2 separate regions of the Manis pentadactyla genome follow, and region 2 is linked to region 1. The links are chromatin contacts, called in public Hi-C maps. All regions are on one chromosome and are shown on one strand. The core of a region is the stretch at or near the end of the contact, and the rest is flanking DNA. Distances in the headings are between cores, read along the strand shown. Region 1 holds the start of LOC130681353. Region 2 holds the start of EFHC1 (EF-hand domain containing 1).

Evidence for each region. A called contact is a pair of places that touch in the nucleus more often than the background predicts.
Region 2: a Hi-C map of skin fibroblasts shows a contact between it and region 1, with 2.9 times the contacts expected there. The contact joins the promoter of EFHC1 here to the promoter of LOC130681353 in region 1. A contact is called at or near these places in 2 of 3 Hi-C or Micro-C datasets (fibroblasts and skin fibroblasts).

The regions. Positions count from the first base shown.
Region 1 is chr16:20,624,779-20,628,752 of mManPen7.hap1, reverse strand. It overlaps LOC130681353, which reads right to left and starts at 2,258. Exons shown (of 2, transcript XM_057494251.1): 1 at 819-2,258. It overlaps FBXO9 (F-box protein 9), which reads left to right and starts at 3,456. Exons shown (of 13, transcript XM_036916373.2): 1 at 3,456-3,803. The coding sequence starts at 3,801.
Region 2 is chr16:21,012,103-21,016,076 of mManPen7.hap1, reverse strand. It overlaps EFHC1 (EF-hand domain containing 1), which reads left to right and starts at 1,807. Exons shown (of 10, transcript XM_036916391.2): 1 at 1,807-2,013. The coding sequence starts at 1,951. It overlaps LOC130681190 (a long non-coding RNA gene), which reads right to left and starts at 1,793. Exons shown (of 7, transcript XR_008994254.1): 1 at 1,483-1,793; 2 at 51-175.

The DNA.
Region 1 (3,974 bases), core at 1,009-3,508:
TATTTGAAAGTAAAAGTAAAAGCCCTCAGGGATAGCATCAAACTTTTAAAAGACACATTACAAAAGACACGTTGTTCTGGAAAACCCTTCGACATCCCTCTCATAACATCTACTCAGATTATTATGAAAAAAATCAGAGCAGAAAGAAACCCTCTGAAAAATGGTTGCACATCAATGTGTGAGGATCCTTGCTCAGACCCCTTGCGGGACAGCCAAAGGCCTAGTCCGGAAAATTCCAAGAGCAAGTCCTCCGCATCCTGCTAAAGGGGCTTCAAATCCAGCAAGATCTTTCCCCTCTTAACACTGAACGGTAAACCACTCAGCAAAATCTTCCAGACTCCCAAGAAACCAGAGTTTTCATGCCAAAAGGGAGAGACCCACAGGACCTCGAAGAGAAACTACAGCCGGTTCGCCTCTTCCACCCCCTCCAATCCCGTGAGGAGACACGAGAAAGGGGTCCCTCCGCAGCTCCAGTCCATCACCCCGAGTGACAGGTCGACCGGCAGAAGCCCCTAAATCCCGGATCCTACTTACTGGCGCCGCGAACGCAGGTGGGGGCCGCCCCTGCGGTGAGCGCAGCTCCTCGGCGAGTGGGGCGCAGCAGCCTGCTCGGGAGCTGGGGATGGGAGCGATCCCTGCTAGGACAGGCCGAGGGGGCCGGGCAGGGACGCCCAGGAGGTCCGGCGAGACGCACGGACCGCGCGGCGCATGGTGGAGCGCAGGAACCCGGCCGCTCTCCAGCCTCCAGCAGGAAAACAAACAAAAGGCAGGGAGGCTTCTGGTGGGGACGACCGGCCGCTTTCCCTGGGAAAACTTACCCTGCAGCTCCCCTCGCTGGCCCAGCGCGTCTCTGCACCGCGTCCCCGCCGCCCGGGGGCGCCCGGCCACTGCGCTCCTTGTCGGCCCAGGGACTCCAGCGAGGAGCTGACCACGAACGCGACCTCCCGCACCAAACGCCCTTCTTATTGCAGATCGGCCTCATAAGGCCTCAAAATTTAGAACTGGAGGCTTCGATGCACGTTCGGAGAACATTTCATTTTAGGTAATCATGGGGAAATAATTTTCCTGAAAACATTTTAAAAAACGTAACTGAAGTTGCACGACATTGTGAATGAAATCAATGCCACTGAATTGTATACTCAAAAATGGCTAAGGTGGTAAACTGTGTTATATATTATTTCCCACAATAAAAAATATTTAAAATAAAACACAACTGATTACCAGTTAGCATTTATTTGAACCCTAAGAGTTTTTACATTGTTAGCAACTTTAGTTTGAAGGATTGCATTTTCATCCAGGTGGAAACAGTCTAATTTTCTCTGAGTTTAAATCCCCCAGCTAACCACCGTATCAATTTTTTCTCCCTATTTTTATTTTTGAATTCTAAGAACTGATGACATTGTTTTTTTCCTAAAGACTCTATGCAGATGTCCTGAATCCCTCTTTTATTCCTCCTTTTGATGTAAGATATAAGACAGTCAAACTTCCTTAGACTTCCTGTCCCAAATGGGACAGGGTCATCTGGCTATCTTGTAAATGTCTAACATTTATTTACCTTTATATTTACCTATATAATACCCAAACTACATGGCAAATGAAAATGGAAAGTCATTATCAAAAAATAGGGAAACGAGGGAGCCTAACAAATCATATACTATACCCATGAAAAGTGATTTTTTAAAAAATACCTAAAATAACTGGTTTTAGTTCAATTCAGTTGTCCAAGCAAGTCTACCTGGAAAATAGAAGGACTGTCTTGTTCTACTTTTAACAAGGGTTCACTGAGTTGGTAAATGGATTAGGTCAGCAGTTCCAGCCTGGGGAAAATGATAACCTTGTAAATATAACGTGATGCGACAATATAACCCTGTAAAGAGGTCTAGTGGATACAGAGGATAGTGATCTAAAATACTAAATTTGTAGCTGTGACACATAACATTTTAAAAAATGGCTAAGGTAGTAAACTGTGTTTATATATAAAGTAGGTGCTTAAGTTATTGTTACAAATACTAGTTATTTTATTAAGCTTTGTTTATATGCTAGAATAGAAATCTTCTGTGTTAACTGACCAAGATAAATTAGTATTCAGTATGTTTAATGTAATAGACCAGTTCGGAAAATATTTCAGTACCTCATTCTTCATCTGCAAAACTGATGTTTTGTATTCATGAATCACATATATCATTTTCTTCTATTACAAATCCTTTCATCTAATCTTTCCCCCCGATTTAAATTTCAAAATCCAATTATAGTCATTGGGAGGAAAATCATCCTTAAAAGACCTAAGCCCTAAAGCCGCCTTTGAAAGCTAAAAATTATTACATTTTTGGCCTCCGTTAAACATGAAGGTACTATTCATAGGTAGCTGATTTAGGATGCAAATAAAACATGCCCTTCCGAACATACTCATCCGAAGGATGGATCCTAATATTAAAAGACAGCAGTTGGGCTTCCTTATTGAAGCTCACCATCTGCCCCCGTCTCCTTTTTCATCTTTGTCTGCAGAAGACGTACTGCATTTCTAAGATTTCTAGAATAAAATGATAGCCAAGAGCTTTAAACTCTGTGAACTTATTGAACACAGATAGGGTTTTGGAATCCTGACCACTATTACAATCTGGCACCTAATAGAAACTTTAGAAACTTCAGAAGCTCCGTACATGTTTGCAGAACGAAGAGGCTGTAAAACTGTAGTTTTTCAACAGAGCATGTATAATTTCGTATTTAAAACAATGTGAAATGTGGAAATATATATATATATATATCGCTTGATGAGTGGCCGCTGTGGAAGTGACACCAGGTGTTTGAGCTTTAAGAGGATGGGCGAATACCATGTGCAGAGTCCAGCGCGCTACGCGAAACAGCGGACTACAAACCCCAAGGTCTCGTCGGCGCAGTCCCCGCAGGACTCGGGTTTCGAGGCCCTGGAGTCTTAGCGTCATGCCCCCGTTGCATGATGGGATCCGTAGTGCGACAGGGCTTGGCAGTCGCTGAGTTTTCTTCCAAACAGAATCTTTTCCTCGACCTCCAGACCCGTGCTTTTGAAAAGTTAAGTTGCTCTAACAGCCTGTGGCTGTAGTGGAGTTTCACTCCCTGCACGTCTGGGGTGGCTCTAGCCAGAGTCACCGACGACCATGCAGCGACCGTCCCGAGCGTCGTTTGATGCCCTTTAGGGCTGCTTGCCGTAGGGTCTCAACCCTCCATTTGAGTTACAGACATTTTTGAGGTTACGCGCGTTCCACCTTGCATAAGCATTCACTGGGCCGCTGCGTGGGTCTTGTTTGGATTTCGGCAAATCGGTGAGCTGGCCTCCGGGTGGGCCTCGCGCACACAGCACGTCCCAGCCCCGCGGCCCTCCTCCAGGCAGCGCGCGGGCCGAAGAGCCGTGCACGCGAGCGGGGGCGCCGGCGGCGACGGCACTGCGCACGCTCGCTACGTCGGCGCACGCCTCGGCGGCAGAGGGGCAGCTCCGCAGCGGCGTCCGGCGTCTCCTCCAGGGCCGACGCTGTGGGGCTCGCGCGCTTCTCTGCCTCGCCTGGCCGCGGGCGTTCTTCTGCCCCGCGAGTCCCCGGCCGCCGCTCCAGCGCGCCCCGGTCTGGCCTCCTGCCCCGCGAAGATGGCTGCCGTACGCCGGGCCCGCAGTTACTGCCGCTGTCTGGTGCGCTTCTCCGACCGAGAACTCTGCTAAGCCCCGCTGCAGCAGAGCGGCAGGAGTAGACACCGGACACCCCGCACGCCTCGGGGGGTGGTGCAGAGGGGGCGCGAAGAGTCCCGCGACCGCGGCTTGCCGCCCCGCCAGCATGGTAACCTGGGGGCATGGGGGACTAGGGAGGTCATTGCGAGCCGGGGATGTGATGTGCAGGAGGGGTCAGGCCTGGGATGAGCCCCGAAAGAGCGGAAAGTGTAGCTTTGGAGGAGTGGGAGCCGCTGGGCCTCCAGCTATTATGGGGCCCCTGGCCTGAGTGGGAGTGGAG
Region 2 (3,974 bases), core at 558-3,057, 390 kb before region 1:
TGGTAAGAGTTTAAGGTTATCATGAAAAAGTCAGCAAGGATTATAGTTACCAGTTATGCTGGGTACTCAGCATCAGTGATGTTGAAAGAAGTAGGAGAAACATCCTGTCTTTGAAGGTTGAACTTCAAGTCTTGAAATATTATCCCAGTGGCTGGCTTTCATCCTAGGTCAGTGGCTAAAATATAATGCAATACATGCTTTTATAATTTTTTCAGTAAGTTCAACAATAATAATCATTTGATTAAAAAATTTATTAAATGCCTGCATTAAGGTAATATACCAATAGAAAATGGCAATTTTTTTAAAGGTAAAAGAAAAAGTGGTGGGGGTGGTAGACAAGAAGAACAGAAATAGTAAGGGGAGAGGAAGAGTTAGAAAAGAAATTTTGGACAGGGTATGGTAGACAGCCAGCAATAACGGCTTCAGGTGCCACTAGTGGACTCATGTCCTGGGCCCCCTGAACTTCACGCCTGTTACTGAAACCCAGCAGGGGGATTTGCTCGACAAGAAGCAGAACTAAAGCTGCTGTCTGTGCTGGCAATAAACTCCCCATGGCATGGAGCTATGCCTTCTGTGTCAGGCTTACCACTCTATCATGTGTCTAAAATGGCTCATTATCAGAAACAGCTGTTACAAAAATCAGATTCCTAGGCTCCACTTCAGACCTAATGAATACAATGTCTGGGCACCTAGGTTTGGGTTGGTTTTTGTTTCTATTTTAAGCCCCTCGGCTCCTATGGATAGCTTTTTTTTCTTTCCTGGAAATGTTTCAGGAACAGGATTACATTTCACTTAAGGAATATGCTTTTAAAAAGTTTCGTAAAAAGCACCAAAGAGAATATTTTTTTCTTTTCCTTTTTTAATTTAGATCTTGTTTAGCAATACATTAGCATCATTAACAGAAAAAAAAAACATTTACACAGAAACTCAAAAACAGATAATAATATAGTAATCAACCACTACCCAAGAAAATAGGTCCTCTCATTTTACTCTACTGGCAAGCCTAGGTTTATCCTGAACTTTGAGAGATTCTGTCCTGAATAGATGATGAAGCTTTCAAGTAAAAGAGAATACCTAGATCCTGACAGTATTTCACTGCACTTACTCGCTTCTTTCTTATGACAGTCTCCTCTGAAGGAGATGCGTTTCTTTTTGTGGTTCTGATTTTTTCATGGCAGCTGCAAGTAGGTACAAACTAGAGATGAAGAGAATTTAGGTGAGCACCCGTTGTAGGTTGTCAGTCAACAAATAGAGTGTCCTGAAGCGAGTAAGAATCGAGATGGTGCAGAACGGCAGGGATTGACAGAAGAGAGAGGTGACGGTGGGGAAAAAAAGGGAATGCCGAAGTGGGGGGATTAGGGACGAGACGGTTGCATTCGATCAGTTAGCACCCTTGAGCAACAGGGTACAACCATGAATAACTCGCAGCCCCTGCCCCAATAAGCACGGGTCAGGACAGGTAACACTTCACCCAGAACCAACCGTTTACACTTCAGGGTGAAATGTGACAACTGCCTCCTCCGAGAGCTCGGATCACAGGGCCGGGGCTGTCGGCGCAGGAGGGGCGCAGCGAGGCCTAGGGCGGTAGCGGGCAGGAGCTCACCGACGGCCCACCCTGGGCCTCACCGCGACGACTGCGGCCTCTTCAGTCACCTCCTCCCCCGCCCCCCAGCTCCCGGCGTCCCAACGCCAGGAGCTGGGGGGCGGGGCCAGAGGCGCGTGGCCCACTAACCGCCGCGGCCAGCCTATCGCCAGAGCGCGGAATCCCGTGTGCGGCGCACGCGCATATCCGTTACTACTGCCCCTCGGGCCCCGCCCTCCCCGCACGGCAGCTCAGGTTGTTTGGCGTTACCATGGAGCTTCAAGGGGCCCACAAACGCGGCTCGTCGCCCGGGCAACCGGGGACGACCAAACCGGACAGAGGTGGTGACGGCGGCGCCAACTGCTGAGATGGTGTCCAACCCTGTGCACGGCCTGCCCTTTCTCCCGGGCATGTCCTTTACGGACTCCACGGTGAGGACTTCTCTGCCCAACCGCCACCTGCCTCCATCCCCGGCGGCCCCCACGGGCTCGCCGCTTAGTCCGCCTCTATGCTTCTCCTCTCAAGATTGTCCTCTCCCCCATAAATATGTCTCTGCCCCTACCCTTTTTCCTCTTCGCCGCGATTTCGTCGTCCTGCGCCACCCAGCTTTATCCTTTCTCTCCTGTCCTTGGCCCTCCGCTCCATCCCGCTAGATTTTTTCCACTCCAGCCCGGCTGGCTGTTGTCTTCTGTTATCAGTGTTCCTGGTCGCGCCCTTGCTTGCAGCTCGGCTTCTCTATCCCCTGTCCGTCTCCCTCGGGATCACTGTTTTCCCCACCCTACTCCGCAGGTCTGTGGAGGTTCCGTGCCTAGCACATTCTCCCACACCAGACCCCTCCGTGCCCAGCTCCGTCCTTAACTGCCACCTCGGCCCTAGCCTTGGCCCCTCCTTCCATCAGCGTCTCTGCACCTTCGTTCTCATTCCCGCAGCCTCTTCCCACCCACTCTCCCCACGCCCATCTCTTTCCTCTGCTGAATCCTGGACCCAGTAATCTTCCCCACTCCCAGCTTCATTTCTGCCTTACATACCATTCATTCTCTTCTTTCCACCGGGTCATTTTCCATAGTTTGCCTTTCTCATTTATGCTTCTGCCCAGCCTCATCTCTTTTCTGCCGTACTTCTGCTTTTCCTATAATCTGGTCCCACCTTCTCCCCTTTTGTATTTTATCTTTCTTCATTTCTTTTTCTCCAAAAAATTTGACTTTCAACACTTGCCCATTCGCCTTCCAAACCATCCTTTTCCACTTCGTAGGAGATAATTCCATTCCAGTTCCTTCAACCACAAAGGATTTGTTGTTTTTTTTCCCACCTAGCCCCATTCTTTTCTAACACTTATAAAAGATGAAACTGTTTAGATTTTGTTTTGCTCCTCTTCCCCTACCTTAAGTGTTTTTAGTTGCATTCTCTAAACAGTATTGAAGACGACTTGACATAGTTTAGCCCTCGACAAAATTATTTACTATTTGTTTTAATTCTAACAGAGCTACTGAAATACTTATTGGAAGATCCATATTGAGATTCAGTAGGCTGATTATTGTAGATGAGACAATAATAATTTATATTTATATAGTTTAATGATGTAAGCTATAAATTCCTCTCCATGGTCATAAAGGTAAGATAAAATTTGTAGTCAATTTTCTTAGGAGAATGAATTGAAATTGAAATTTTGGAGAGGGAATTTGGATTCTGACTCTCTTCATAACTGTTCCTGCATTAAGACACAGCATCATAGATTTTTCAATTCAATGGATTTTTCAGTTTTATGTAATTTAGAAAATATTGTAGGCACATTCCTGCCCTGGGCAGAAGCAGCTTAATTAAACATTTGGTGTTGGTGAGTGTGGGTTACTCACAAGGCAGGGTTGAGCTGATTTGGGGGATTACAGAGTTGTGTACTGGAGTGCCAGGCTCTGAGAACAATATATTGCCATATTACAAGTAAGTTTCTTGTGATTCCCTTCTCTTTATCTTTTGTGAATCTACTGTAAGCTTTTGCTTTGTAGTTACCATGAGGCTTACATAAAAATATATATATATTATATGATAGTCTATTTTATACAGTTCAGCTTTGATTACATACAAAAAGTCCACCCTTTTACTCTGCTTCATTTATGTTTCTGATGTCACCATTAACATCTTTTTATATTGTCCTTAACACATAAAAATTGTTGTATCCATTAACAAATTATTGAAACTAGTTTTTAAAAATATTTTTAATACTTTTGTCCTTTAATCTTTATACTAGAGTTAAGAAGTTAACGCATGATCGTCTTACAGCCTGAGGGTATTCTGAATCTGCTATATGCTTACTTTCACATGTGGTTGTATATTTTCTTGTTATTAATTAATGCCTTTTTATTTCAACTTGAAGAACTTTCAGCATTTCTTGTAA